Regions from separate parts of the Anas platyrhynchos genome. Here region 2 is linked to region 1. The links are chromatin contacts, called in public Hi-C maps. All regions are on one chromosome and are shown on one strand. The core of a region is the stretch at or near the end of the contact, and the rest is flanking DNA. Distances in the headings are between cores, read along the strand shown.

Region 1 (2,700 bases), core at 22-2,521:
CTCAGAAGGGAGAAGGAGGAAGAAGCTTCTTTGACAGATGTGTGGCGAGGACAGGGAAGAATGACAGGTATATAATAAAGTACAGCACATCACATCTGAGAACTTTTTGCAAACACTAAGTAGTTAATCCTCATTCTCCCCTCCCTCCTTTTGACACGCTGTTGGGGAGAAGAACAGGGAGCAGAAAAACGTTGAAGCAGGCAGCTGAATGAGGCAGGAACACAGAGGAATTTGAGTCAGATCTGAAGCTCCGTGCTTCTCTTCTCAGGCTCCTGGTTCCTGAAGCTGTGCTGAAACAGTAAACTGAAGTGGACCAGAGCTTAAGCTTTACCCTGCCATCATCCAGGCTGTGTAATTGTTAGCATATCCTTGGGCACAGTTCTGGTCCATGCCATAGAGTAATCTGGACATAATTTGTGGCCTGGCATTGGGCGAGGACTGTTTGGGGAAGGCCTTGCTGTCATGAAGTGGAAGAGGTTTTATCTGCGTGGATGTGAGCTGTGCTGTTTGCTCTTAGGGCCAGGGAAGGGGCCCTGACTTGTTATTTACAGCCTAAATACATTCTGGACGTGGATTAAGTCCAAATTTTTTCGTTCAGGTATGTGTATTTAGAGCAGGAATGTTTAACCTTTTATTTTCATGTGCTCAGCTATGTATAATCAGAACTTACAAGCAGAAAGGCAGCTGCAGTAAACACTTCTTCTGTGTAAATTCTTTCATGATGATGTTCGTTCTGTTGTATTTCAGTGGAAGAAATCATCCCAAATGTAATCGAGCCCTCATTTGGTATTGGGAGGATCATGTACACGGTGTTTGAACACACGTTCCGCATTCGGGAAGGAGACGAGCAGAGAACGGTGAGCTTTCCTGCTGCTGGGCCTCAGCTTAACGCCAGCTGCAGGCATTTGCCTTCCCCTAACATCCTAAAATAAGACTGCATAATACACAGAGGAGATGAGGAAAACCCAAGTGGGCTGTTAAGTTGCTGTTTTTGCCAGCGTACGTGTCATACACATGCACCAACAGCATTTTGGGGCTGTGTGTGTGAGGCTCTCACTGTATTACTGGCAAGGGGGTGAGGAATTCTTTCTTGATTCGTGCTTGGTTGGCGCTGTCCCATCACTTAGAGAAAGGCACCTCCTCAGTGTTTTTATTTTCCCTCTCTTTGCTGCTTTTCCTGGAATCGTGCTTCTGTGCAGCAAGAGGGACAGCAGACTTGTTCCCTCAGCCCTCCCTGAAACGCAGCCTTGTGTAATTCTGGATTTAGGAGCTCAGAGTGAGGCCACAGCAGACTCCGAATCACAAACTACTCATGAGATCTAGGATATTGGACTGTACCTTCTCTCCTTTCCAGTACCTCTTTACTTTCTATGGAGCCTGGGCTGCTCTATGTCTAGTTCACATTACAGTCCACAAGACCTGTAAGGGACAGGGAATGGTTTTTTTCCCCGTTGGGCTCCTTTTCTTGTTTGCTTCTAAGGGTGTCTGTGGAGGGTTCTGGGCGTCTTTGAGCTGCTTTTATTCCTTGCGTATGCAAAGCCCCTGTGGGAATTAAACAGGGAGGGAGATGATTGGAAAAACTCCTTCCCATTAGACTGTACATAAGATTAAATATCCTGGAAAAACTCTTCTACCTTTCATTTTCCTGTAATTCAAATGGGGATCTCTTTCTTAGGGAGAGCTCTTGTAGACCTCTGGTTGGAGGTAAGAGTTGGATGTCAGGAGGGAAGAGGGGTTGGAGCACAGCTGGAGGAACTCAGTCTTTCTCCAGGTGTGTGAGGTGTTCCTGCTGGAACCCTGAAACAGTTTACAGGAGAACATCTGCTCCCCTGGAACAGTCACCCTGCCTCTAGCCTCAGTCAGAGTTTATTCTTACCTCCTAAGAATCTGCTCTAATGGTTAAACTCTTATTTATTTGTGCTTTTTCTATTTTTTCCTCAGTTCTTCAGCTTCCCAGCTGTTGTAGCACCGTTCAAGTGCTCTGTTCTTCCTCTAAGCCAGAATCAGGAATTCATGCCGTTTGTCAAGGAATTATGTAAGTGAAAACTGGGGGTCCAACGTGATGTGCACTGGGAAGAGAGGCTTCTTCCTCAGTAGCACAGGGGAAAAAATAGCTTTGGGATCATGTGGCTCTCACAGGTGCAAAGGGAGAGTTGATGAACTAAAATGGTTGGGATCAGTTAGCATTGGGTGTCTGCTAGACTTCACAGTCCAGCCTCAAGAAGTGAACTCCCTGCCCTTCCATGTGTTGGTTTACACTGTAAAAATCATTTCTTTTTTTTCCTATGGTGTCAAAAAGGAATCTTTCCCACTGCCTGGGCAAAGCCTTCCGAAGCAGCGCTTTGTGTATTAGTTTTTTGAGCCAAATTACTTCCTTGGCTCTGGTCGGCCAGCTAATTTTTGAAATCAATCCTTGATCTGCAGTGCACTCTATCACAATTGCCACTCGTATCATCTAAAAGCGAGTCCCTGAAGGACAGGAGCACAGGCTGCCTGTCAGACAGGGCCTTTTGCTGTCTGCATCAGGCTCTGCCTGGGACCTGGTCTCCTCGTGCCAAGCACACGTGTAAGGCTGGCATGTTCCGGAGCTAAAGCAAAGCTGTGGGACTGTGATGACAAGCTGAAGCCAGTGACTTTTCTGTTTGTGTTGCCCTTTGGGTGAGGGCTGGGTGATGCTGTGTGAGTAGCGATGTACTTGTG
Region 2 (2,700 bases), core at 19-2,518, 350 kb after region 1:
TTTAACCCCTACCGCACCTTTCCAACCCAATGCCAATCTATGGAGGTTTTCCTTAAACAATTCTGTAGCACAGACAAAGCCTCCCAACACATCTAGACAAATGCTAGGGGAAGCAGAGGCTATAACAATTAGACATTATTGTAATAACTGTAACGAGAACAGTTGTTCAACACAGGAACATCATTGTTAGAGTGAACCAAATGTCCTGAAAAGCAGAGCAATCAAAAGAACTGATATTCAGAGAGATGTTAGAAACAACTGTAACCTTATAGCCTCTTCTCCATGCTGGAGTAAATAGATAACTACTCATGAATAAATATAAGAATGGCTTAGGTCTCAATAAATAAAGTATTAAAGTCTGAGAACATCCACAAACAACAGGACCAAATAAAAAGACTATAAACACCTCTTTGTATGCAAGTATGCTGTGTTGTGCTGTGGCCTCTTGAGCTTATAGAGCACTTATGTGAGGTCCCTGTCATTAAAAGCTTAAGAGCCACAAGACTTTCTCTCTCGGTCTGATTTAAAAGGTGCAGAAAGTCTTTGGTAAAATCTAAAAGCATCTCTTCTTGAGGCTCACTTGTGTAGCAAAGCCTGCATGAACCAGGTACATGAGATACAGATGAGCTATAATGTGTTTCTTCCCCTAAGTCTCTGTGCTTGTTCTGTTACTCCAGACACCATTCATGGGCTTACTCCTGTTGAGCCTTTTTTTCAAAGCTTTTTTAGGCATGGATGGATTTCCCACAATCAGAGCTGTTGTTAAGACATGAGACAGGCAATCGAACTGAGGTCTGCTGCCTTGTATCTGATGGTGGCAATGCTGAGGACTGGGGAAATACCTAGGACTGCGGCCACTGATGATTGTTCTCAACATACGCACGTACACGACTGGAAGTATAAGCCTGAAAAAGTATGACCAATTTCAGCCTTGTTTTCCAATGAAATCATCAACCATTTTCAGTTATTGTGTAGTTTCTGCAGATCTCAATAAACTTAATTTTTCAGTTTGAGTACAAAACCCAAACAACTTTATAAACTGCTGGACTGGAACTGATTCAAATTACAGTGTAACGAATGTAACTAGGCTTGAATTCCTGCAGGAACTCAGAACAGCCAGATCCTTTTGCATTGAGTCTCAGCAAATACCCAAACATTCCTTTTTTAGCAGAAATACTCATAAGAAATTAGTTTCAAGATCTCATGGGTGCATATTTGAGACTCCAAAGACTATATCTGTACACACACAAGTATGTTATTCATGCCAGAACTGCTCATCCAATCAAGGAACGGAAATGCTACTACTGCTTGTGGTTCATTTACCCAAATGCTCCAGAATACCACAACGGAAATTTAGAATAGTTGGGACCACTATGACAGTGAAAATATTCGAAAAATGCATGATAAAAATTCTAACATTACACTAAAATTCCTATACCACTGTCTGGGAAAAAAAAATAAAATCCTGTGTGAAATGACTTCAAAACCACCTGGAAATGTCAAAAGCAAAGCAAAGCAAAACAAAACAAAAACAAAAACAAACAAACAAAAAACAAAACCAACCAACCAATACTCGAACAAACAAAAAGTTTAGTTTAGTGCGTGAGGATCTGCAAAAATTACAGCTTTGCTAATTCCTTATTGAGAAAATTATTTAAGTCCAATATTTAATTACACTTCAGCTTCACTTAACCAATGAAAATTGGGACAATATGGAGTAAAAGGCAGCATTTTATTTAAAGTTTCTTTTATTTCTGTGTAGCAGACCATGAGGAGGCTCAACACTCAAGCTTCTGGAAAAATAGAAACTATGAAACATGAGCATACCCTAGTGTTTTAAAGTAAAACTGCAGTGAGGCATTAGAAAATCCTTCATAAATATTTTTAATTATATATATATATATTTTAATTATATATATATATTATAACCATAGCTTCATTGCTGAAATTATGATTTCTGTGCTTAGTATTTAGAAATGTTTACTCATTTGGATGTCCCATTTGGTAACAAATTGAACATACATGTTTTAATGTGCATTTTAAAGCCAATTCATCAATTAAGGTCAAAGCAGTAATTACTGTTTACTTTGCTAACTATAAGCATTGGAAAATTTATTATGGAAAATCCCTAGCAAATTTTTATTGTTGAGATTTTTCTCTAGTTTGTCAGCACAAGGTACAAGACAGAAGAAAGATGAGGAAAGAAAAGCCATAGCTAAAAATCAGAAGCATTTCATGTGGGATTTATAAGAAATTCCCAATTCATTCGTGACCTGGTTTTCTAGAAAATGACATGAATTTGCATGAATACAGCCTGCATTCAGCCACATCTCTCTAATTCTTGCCGCAAAGCAACTCTCTTCAGTCTGCCCTCAAACAGGAAGATGGCAAATATCAAGAGGAGTGGGATGAAATACACATCGCATTTAAAAGAAGTGAGCTGTGGGCTGCAAACTGTGGGAGAGAAGGAAAGGAAGGAGGCTTCGAGTCTTTGAAAAGTACAAAACAAGCCTTTGAATACTACTGAGGTTTTCAAGGACGGCTGAGAAACCTTCTGCAGTTTGCTCAGTGCTGAGAAAAAAAAACAAAAACAAAAACAAAAACAAAAACAAAAACAAAAACAAAAACAAAAACACAACAGTGAGTGTGTTGCCCACAGCAGGTGAAATCAAGTTAGAAGATGGTTGCACATTTCAGGGG

What was found. A called contact is a pair of places that touch in the nucleus more often than the background predicts.
Region 2: a Hi-C map of liver shows a contact between it and region 1, with 3 times the contacts expected there. The contact joins two enhancer-like sites. A contact is called at or near these places in 3 of 8 Hi-C or Micro-C datasets (liver, skeletal muscle and subcutaneous adipose tissue).

Annotation. Positions count from the first base shown.
Region 1 is chr2:154,995,265-154,997,964 of IASCAAS_PekinDuck_T2T, forward strand. It overlaps GARS1 (glycyl-tRNA synthetase 1), which reads left to right. Exons shown (of 17, transcript XM_072033874.1): 14 at 748-857; 15 at 1,942-2,035. Among named protein-coding and RNA genes, the nearest start is that of GARS1, 24 kb to the left of the region's middle. Within about 2 kb of position 1,272, at least 1 of the 8 cell types and tissues checked has an H3K27ac peak or open chromatin away from gene starts, as enhancers often do.
Region 2 is chr2:155,342,358-155,345,057 of IASCAAS_PekinDuck_T2T, forward strand. No RefSeq gene overlaps it. Among named protein-coding and RNA genes, the nearest start is that of MINDY4, 16 kb to the right of the region's middle. Within about 2 kb of position 1,269, at least 2 of the 8 cell types and tissues checked have an H3K27ac peak or open chromatin away from gene starts, as enhancers often do.